3 separate regions of the Mus musculus genome follow, and regions 2 and 3 are each linked to region 1. The links are chromatin contacts, called in public HiChIP or PLAC-seq and promoter capture Hi-C maps. All regions are on one chromosome and are shown on one strand. Each heading gives the region's core, a stretch centred on a gene start, on an enhancer-like site or on the middle of the called end of the contact. The rest is flanking DNA. Distances are from core to core; before and after follow the strand shown.

The links. HiChIP or PLAC-seq counts read pairs in DNA pulled down with a chosen protein or histone mark. Capture Hi-C pulls out chosen DNA fragments and counts their contacts.
Region 2: a contact with region 1 is called in a promoter capture Hi-C map of adipose tissue. The contact joins two enhancer-like sites. A contact is called at or near these places in 7 of 39 promoter capture datasets (the C10 cell line, the HPC-7 cell line, cranial neural crest and 4 more), 1 of 484 Hi-C or Micro-C datasets (the Ba/F3 cell line), 3 of 115 datasets of contacts at active chromatin or transcription factors (bone marrow-derived macrophages, embryonic stem cells and pancreatic cancer cells) and 4 of 9 other capture datasets (adipose tissue, embryonic stem cells, liver and 1 more).
Region 3: a contact with region 1 is called in an H3K4me3 HiChIP or PLAC-seq map of bone marrow-derived macrophages, with 2.5 times the contacts expected there. The contact joins the promoter of Cfl2 here to the enhancer-like site in region 1. A contact is called at or near these places in 8 of 39 promoter capture datasets (cranial neural crest, embryonic stem cells, frontonasal cranial neural crest and 5 more), 2 of 484 Hi-C or Micro-C datasets (the N1E-115 cell line and nephron progenitors), 5 of 115 datasets of contacts at active chromatin or transcription factors (T-cell acute lymphoblastic leukemia, bone marrow-derived macrophages, embryonic stem cells and 1 more) and 2 of 9 other capture datasets (adipose tissue and pancreatic islet).

Annotation. Positions count from the first base shown.
Region 1 is chr12:55,018,159-55,020,842 of GRCm38.p6, reverse strand. No RefSeq gene overlaps it. Among named protein-coding and RNA genes, the nearest start is that of Gm24296, 22 kb to the right of the region's middle. Within about 2 kb of position 1,297, at least 76 of the 459 cell types and tissues checked have an H3K27ac peak or open chromatin away from gene starts, as enhancers often do. A contact at or near this core is called in the Ba/F3 cell line, the HPC-7 cell line, adipose tissue and 4 more, where this site is marked.
Region 2 is chr12:54,819,536-54,822,219 of GRCm38.p6, reverse strand. No RefSeq gene overlaps it. Among named protein-coding and RNA genes, the nearest start is that of Snx6, 25 kb to the right of the region's middle. Within about 2 kb of position 1,334, at least 73 of the 459 cell types and tissues checked have an H3K27ac peak or open chromatin away from gene starts, as enhancers often do. A contact at or near this core is called in the Ba/F3 cell line, the HPC-7 cell line, adipose tissue and 3 more, where this site is marked.
Region 3 is chr12:54,861,501-54,864,184 of GRCm38.p6, reverse strand. Cfl2 (cofilin 2, muscle) reads left to right here and starts at 1,308. Exons shown (of 4, transcript NM_007688.2): 1 at 1,308-1,441; 2 at 2,352-2,659. The coding sequence starts at 1,439.

The DNA.
Region 1 (2,684 bases), core at 48-2,547:
ACAAGCCAGACCTCCATCTTCTGCACCGTTCTCAACATTATCTTCTAAGCTCCTACACAACATCTGACAGAGCTCTTAACAATGGATCTTCAAGCCGAAAGTTCCAAAGTCCTTCCACAGTCCTCCCCAAAACATGGTCAGGTTGTCACAGGAATATCCCACTATGCTGGTACCAATTTGTCTTAGTCGGGGTTTCTATTCCTCCACAAACATCATGACCAAGAAACAAGTTGGGGAGAAAAGGATTTATTCATCTTACACTTCCATACTGCTGTTCATCACCAGAGGATGTCAGGACTGGAACTCAAGCAGGTCAGGAAGCAGGAGCTGATGGAGAGGCCATGGAGGGATGTTCCTTACTGGCTTGCTTCCCCTGGCTTGCTCAGCCTGCTCTCTTATAGAACCCAAGACAGCCAGCCCAGAGATGGTCCCACCCACAAGGGGCCTTTCCCCCTTGATCATTAATTGAGAAAATGGCTTACAATTGGATCTCATGGAGGCATTTCCCCAACTGAAACTCCTTTCTCTGTGCTAACTCCAGCTGTGTCAAGTTGACACAAAACTAGCCAGTACACACCCCTTTCACAGTGGTCATTTCCTTCCTTCTTCACCCTCTCTCTCAGTCTCTGTCTTTCTGTCTCTCTGTCTCTGTCTCTGCCTCTTTTTCTCTCTCATGATACAAGGCCTGACTATGTAGTCCTGGCTGTCCTAGAACTCAGTATGTAGACCAAGCTGTCCTGGGACACACAGAGATCTGCCTGCCTCTCCCTTCCAAGTCATGCACACCACCTCTGGCCTCTTTCCCTCTCCTACCCTTCTTTCTCTTCAAAGAGCTTATGGTTACTATTTATTTATTTATCATTTATTTATGAGTATTTCTCCTGCATGTGTGTACATGCACCATGTGTGTACCCACGTCTTCAGAGGTCAGAGAAACTAGCTGGAGTCCCTGGAACTCTAGTTAGGAATGGTTGTGAGCCACCACTGGAACCCAGGCCGTCGTTACAAACAGGAAGTGCTCTTAACCACTCTCCAGCCCTGGAGCCAGTCTTTAGAGAGCATGCCTAACTCCTTGGCTCTAATGTTCTCTCCTCACTTAGTTAGACTTTCTCCTCCCTACTGAGTCCATCTGCCCCCGGTCTCATCCTGCATCAGGCTTGCTGAGCACTGCGGGGGCAATGAGCATGGCTGTTGGAACTCATTGCCCACCACTTTTCTGGGGCAGGTTTGTAGTGCACTACTCCATCTTACTGTGTTTTCTGACTTCCAGACTCCTCGTATTTTTACAGCAGCCCCTCAGACACTTTCTATTTCACTTCCTCAAATTCAATTACTAACGTAAAGGGATGGGCGGAAACTCAGCATGTTCAGCTTGAGAAGTTTTCATGTCTCAAGGTGCAAAAGCAACTGGTATTTAGTAAAAATTGTACTTCGAATCTGAGTTTCAGTCTCCTGAGGCTAGCCATATGCAATATAGGACCTCCTTGGAATACTGGACAGTTGTCACATCTCCCAGGGAACCATGAAATCATGGAGGGGGATGGGGAACAGCAGACAATTGGCAGGCCAAAATGTTACTCAGGGAGTTTTGGGGTGCTATAAGAATAAAATACATGAGACATTCAACACTTCATTATAAAATAGGCTTTGTGACAGATAAGTTTGGCCAATTATAGGTTAATAGTGTTGTTCTGAATGTGTTCAAAGTAGGCTAAGCTAAAAGCAATGGTGTCCAGTAGATTATATGTATTCTGTGTTTAGACCAAGTATTGTCAACTAATAGTAAGTATATGGGGTGATGCCCTGTCATAACTTTAGAAGCATCTGTGTATAATTCTACTTGACAAGTTAGTGGGGTTTTTTTCTCCTATCTGATGGTTATCTGTGCTCTAAAGCTCTTTCTACCCCTCCACTTTATTTGGTTTTGGTTTTTCAAGACATGGTTTCTCTGTGTAGCCCTGGCTGGCCTTGAACTCAGAGACCTTCCTGCCTCTGTCTCCCAAGAACTAAGATTAGAGTCACGTGCCGCCACCACCTGGCTCTCTTGCTTTCTTATTTTTTCTGTTATCATCTTTCTTCTAATATATTTAATTATTTCTTTTAATTCCAGAACTATCTTATTTTTAAATAAATTTATTCTATTTTATGTGTGTGGGGGGCTGTTTTTGCTTTCATGCCTGATGCCCCATGGCCCAAGTCAGCATCAGATCCTCTGGAACTAGAATTATAGACAGTTGTAAGCTACCAATTCTGCAAATTGAACCTACTTCCTCTAGAACATGGGTTTTCCACGTGTGGGTCTCAATCCCTTTGGTGAACCTTTATTTCCAAAAATGTTTACATTGTGATTCATAACAGTAAAAAATTAGTTATGAAGTGACAATGGAAATAATTTCATGGTGGTGGTCCCCAAAATATGAGGAACTATATTGAATGGTCGCAGCATTAGGAAGGTCGAGAACCACTGCTCTATGAGAACAGCCAGTGCTCTTAACCAGTCCAGCCTCCAGATCAGCTTATCTGATAGGCTTTAAAACAAAACATGGTCTCTCTGTGTAGTCCTGGCTAGGCTAGAGCTCTGTGTAGAACAGGCTGGCCTCTAACTCACAGAGATCAGCCTGTTTCTATCTCCAAAGTCCTGCGATTAAAAGCTTGCACGGCCGTGCCCGTTTTAATAGACTTTG
Region 2 (2,684 bases), core at 85-2,584, 200 kb after region 1:
TAACACTGATAACCAGAGTTCAATCCCTGGGACTCACATGGTAGAAGTAGAGAACTGAGTCCTTCAAGATGTCCCCTGATTCCACATGTATCCTGTGACATACACATGCCCACAGACATAAGTAAATAATTACATATATATATATATACACACACACATATACATATATACATACATACATGCATACATACACACATCAAGCAAGCAACAGAATAAAATATTTTGAATTGAATTGAAGAAGGAAGAAGAAGAAGGAGGAAGGAGAGGAAGAAGAAGAAGAAGAAGAAGAAGAAGGAGGAGGAGGAGGAGGAGGAGGAGGAGGAGGAGGAGGAGGAGGAGGAGGAGGAGAAGAAAAGACAGGCTGGGCAGTGCTAGGTATGCCACATCTTTAATCCCAGCACTCTGGAGGCAGTCTTGTGATGTCAGATCTCATTATGAGATGGTTGCTCTTTCCAGCCCCGCTCACTCTGGCCCAAAGATTTATTATATGTAAGTAAACTGTAGCTGTTTTCAGATACTCCAGAAGAGGGACGAATGGATGTGAGCCACCATGTGATTGCTGGGATTTGAACTCAGAACCTTTGGAAGAGCAGTCAGTGCTCTTAACCTCTGAGCCATCTCTCCAGCCCCCGGAACACATACTCTTAACTCCTGAGCCATCTCTTCTGGCTGGTTTTTCCTTTCTTTGTTTATTTTTCAAGACAGGGTTTGTTTTTAAGAGGGTAACATCCTGGCTGTCCTAACCTCTGTAGACCAGGTTGGCCTCAAACTCACAGAGATCCACCTACCTCTGTCCCCCCCCACCCCCACCCCCCCAGTGCTGGGGTAAGAAGCTTGAGGCACCACACTCAGCTTAGGCATTTTCTTTGTTAATGTTAATGGGGGAGGGCCTAGCCCATTGTGGGCAGTGCCATCCCTGGGCTGGTGGTCCTGGGTTCTATAAGAAAGCAGGCTGAGCAAGCCACCAGCACAAGCTGGTGAGCAGCACCCCTCCACAAAGGCCTCTGCCTCAACTCCAGTCTCCAGGTTCCTGCCCTGTTTGAGTTTCTGTCCCGACTTCCTTCAGTGATGGACTATAATGTGAACGTGTAAGCCAAATAAATCCTTTCCTCCCCAACTTGCCTTGGGTATGGTGTTTCATCACATTAATAGTAACCCTAAGTAGGACACCATCTTGCCAGCTCCCAAAACTGAGAAAGGTTTTGGACTGCTGTCTGAACTTCAAAGGATTTGGGAAGATCTATGAACCCAATAGGTGGTCTAAAGATCTGTAGATATCTTCTCTGAGACCCTTGAGGTCAGCACATCTGTAAGGGTAACTAATGTGTTCAGTCCTGCATCTGTAATTGCAATGTCTGACTTCTGCTTTCTGCCAGTTGAGTAACAGGAAGTAAATTTGCTACAGAGTTGTCTTTTTTTTTTTTTTTTTTTTAAAGGAGAACAAAGTTTTGAATGAACGGTTTAGAAGTCTGAGGGAGATCTTTGAAAAGTACTAAAAGGTGGGGCCTGGGGTCACAGAGGTCTCTCAGCAACACCCAGCTGCCTTCAGGCTGAGCGAAGAACCACTAAAAAGAATTAGGTAGAGGTCAATAGATTTGTTTTATTTCTGAAGATCTGTTTTCGCCCCCTCTGAAAAGAAGCACTGTTTAATGACTCTGCAATATTTGTAAATCGAGTTGCTGAAGAACAAAACCCTACACAAACTAGCTTCAGTAAAATGGGAATTTAAAAGAATTTGAGCTGCACAGAATTTAGAGAGCTATGTGTTTCCCTTTCCCCCTGCTGTGCTGGATCCCTCGAAGCTTAGAACTGGGGCATAGCTCAATCTGCTTGCCCTGGGTTGATCTCTGGCTCTGGGTAGTGGTACCTGCCTGTAATCCCAGCACTGTAGAGGTTGAAAGTGGAGAATCCAAAAGTCAAGGTCGTAGTCACCTACGCCTTGAGTCTCAGGCCAGCCAGGACTGATAGGACTCTGTTTTAAAACAAAACAAGCCTGGTGCGGTGGCGCACACATTTAATCCCAGCACTTGGGATGTAGAGACAGGTGCATCTCTGTAACTTCAAGACCAGGCTGAACTATATAACAAGTTCCAAGCCAGCCAGGACTACACAGTGAGACCTTGTCTTAAAATAAAACAACCTAGACAAACCAACAAACAAAACAAAGCCCCAAAAGACAAAACTCCCAAACAAACCACTAATAAGGCTGTGAAATGTCAGAGTGCAAAAGAAACTTCACTAAAATCAAGGTCTACCATGGGAGTTTTGGCAGAGCTGCGTTCCTTCTGGTGACAGTATGTTTGCTGGTCTTGTCCTGCTTCAGGAACCTGGCTGCACCACTTAGCTCTGGTTCGCTTCTGCCTTCCAGCCAGAGACTGGAGTTTTTCTCACAGTGCTATCCCAGTTTCCTACTCGGCCTCACTCCCCACTTGTAAGGGCCTCTGGACTATAAGTATGCCATGTCTACATATGCTTATCTGGGTAGGCCGGAAGGATCTTCTTATCTCCAGGTCTTTAATTCCCTCTGCAAACTTAATTGTCCTTTGTCATGAAAGGCAGTACAGTCGCAGTTGTTAGAGGTTAGGACCTGGGCTAGAAGCTATGCTCAGAATCTTGCCTATTGTACCACATAAGTGTTGATCATAGAAGTGTGCCACCACCACTGTGGGGTAACAGGATGGCTC
Region 3 (2,684 bases), core at 59-2,558, 160 kb after region 1:
AGAAAGTAGAGTGGACCGGAGCACCCACAACAGGCAGCTCAGGCAGCTCACAATGGTCTGCCACTCTTGCAACTCTAGCTCCAGTGATCAAACATCTTCTGGCTACTAAGGGCACCCACACACACATAGCAGACCTTCACACAGATACACCTACATGTACACTGAGTAAAAACAAAAGGATTTTTTACATTTATTTTTTATGTGTGTGCACATGTGCAGGTGTTTGTGAAGGTTAGGAGAGGGAGTCAGGGTCCATGGAGCTGAGCTCACAGGTGACGACTGCCTGTGTGCTGCCTGACATGGGGATAGGGTACCACCAAGCTCGATGACTTAAGTTTAATTCCCAGGGCCCACACGGTAGAGGAGAAATGACTCCCACAGCACACCTATTCACACACACACACACACACACACACACACACACACACACACTCTCTCTCTCTCTCTCTCACACACACACACACACACACACACGATTTCAACACAATTACCAAATCAAATGTGTCAGGCCCTTTTCTCTCCACATATAAACATTTATTTTTCTAGTAATCTCAATACATCCCATTTACAGGGGAAAAGAAACGTAACTTGAGCAGTTTCTGGTTTTACTTGGATTATAATTCTGTCCAAGGTATCTCCAGAGACTTTTTGTGACCTCACCCTCTTCTTGCAGAATTCCAGGTATAAGCCAACATTCCTGCTTCTCATTCTGCCTTTGCTTAGTACTTCAATCACTAAGGTAATATTTATAGTGTTCGTTCTCCTTTTAGTAATAAGAGGGGTCTAAACCCAGGGAGGTGGTGCTTGCCTGTAATCCCAACACCTGCAGGATGGAGGCGGGATCCGTTCAAGGTCATCTGCAGTTACTTCATGAATCAAGAGACCCGCAAAAGACTCCAAACGAGATCCTGTCTCAATTCAAACACACAAAGAAGAATAAGATCTTAACGATTCATTCAAAGTCGGGGCTTTCCAAAGGGGTCCCGAAAGGTTACAATCCGGACCCTTTCCGTGGAAAGCGCAAGTGAATGAAGCAAAGAGCTCTCTACCCGACCACCACACCCCGTTTCCTCACGTCACAACCCCCCAGAGCAGCGCCAGGAGCCCGCGAACCGCTCGAGCGTTGAACCCGGATTGGTCGCTACGACCATCCCTGTCAGCATCGGGGCTCCCGCCGCCGCTGCGCGTGGTTCTGCTAGCGGTTCTGGAGCTCCGGGGTCAGGCGGAGGACAGCGGCGGGGGCGGGGCCTGACCACGTGACCGCCCCCGCCCCGCCCGCCCTGCGGCCCTCCAGCCCGCCGCCCGCCCGCCCGGCTGCAGCTCCCGGCGTGCCCTGCACTCTCTGCTGCCCGCCGCCGACCCCTCCTTCTTCTCGTCCCAGTGCCACCGAGCCGGAGTCCGAGCCACCGCCGCCGCAGCCACTTCAGCCGCGGGCACTATGGTAAGGTGGGCGCGCCGGCGGGGGAATGCTGGGCGCGGCGCGGATCCCCGCGCGGCCGCCATCTTAACCCTGCCTGGGCCTGTGCGGTGGGCGCTTCGGCGCTGCGGGCCGAGGGCTCGAGGCCCTGCGGCCGCTCCGAGTCCCGAGGCGGGAGGGCCCGGCGCAGGCCCGGCGCGAGAGGGTCGCTCCTTGGGCCAGGGCCCCCGCGTGTTGCTCTGCCCTGCGCGGCTTAAGGTTTTTAACTCGCGCGCTGTAAGGTTGGTACGTGGCCAGCAGCCTCTGGGTGAGGGTCTAGGAGGCCGGCCATAACGCCGTTCCGAGGAGATTGAACAGGTAGAAACCTATTTTAAAACGCTTTTCTCGCCGTAGGGAGCCTTTTCACGGGATCTGTTAGTTTCAAAGCGGCTGCCAATGGGCGGTGGGGCGTAATCGCTGTAGCCGCAGCGGGTTGGAGTTTACACTTGATTCTCTTTCCTTATGTGGAAGCAGCCGTGGCTAAGACGGCTTTAAAGAAAGAAAAAAAAAATAGTAGAAGCGTTAACTGAAATCCTGGAGTGTTTTTTTTTAAGGCCTGCAGAGTTGACACAATACAGAAGGTATTTTTGCTGCTGCTCCTGAAGCTCTGACATCACCCAGTGAAATAGGAAACATTTCAGGCATGGCTCAACTGTATTTGTCCCTTCCCACCTCCCGTTAGCGGTTCTCTCCGTACTCCTTTAAGAAGGATGAATGAGCAGTATGAGTTAGACATTTTACCCGTATCTTCTTCTGATATTTAAAATTGACAGACCTAATAGGACTGCTTACGTTGTTTGGTGCAGTTTTTTAATACTCTGGCCAGACTGAAGTCTATGATTTTGGTTAAAACCGAAATCCTTATTCTAAATTCCCACCCTTTGTTTGTTTTCAGGCATCTGGAGTTACAGTGAATGATGAAGTCATCAAAGTTTTTAATGATATGAAAGTAAGAAAATCTTCTACACAGGAGGAGATCAAAAAAAGAAAGAAAGCAGTTCTCTTCTGTTTGAGCGATGACAAAAGACAAATAATTGTAGAGGAAGCCAAGCAGATCTTGGTGGGTGACATTGGTGACACTGTAGAGGACCCCTACACATCTTTTGTGAAGTTGTTGCCTCTGAATGATTGCCGATATGCTTTGTACGATGCCACGTACGAAACAAAAGAGTCTAAGAAAGAAGACCTAGTATTTATATTCTGGTGTGTAAAAACAAAAGAAAAAAAG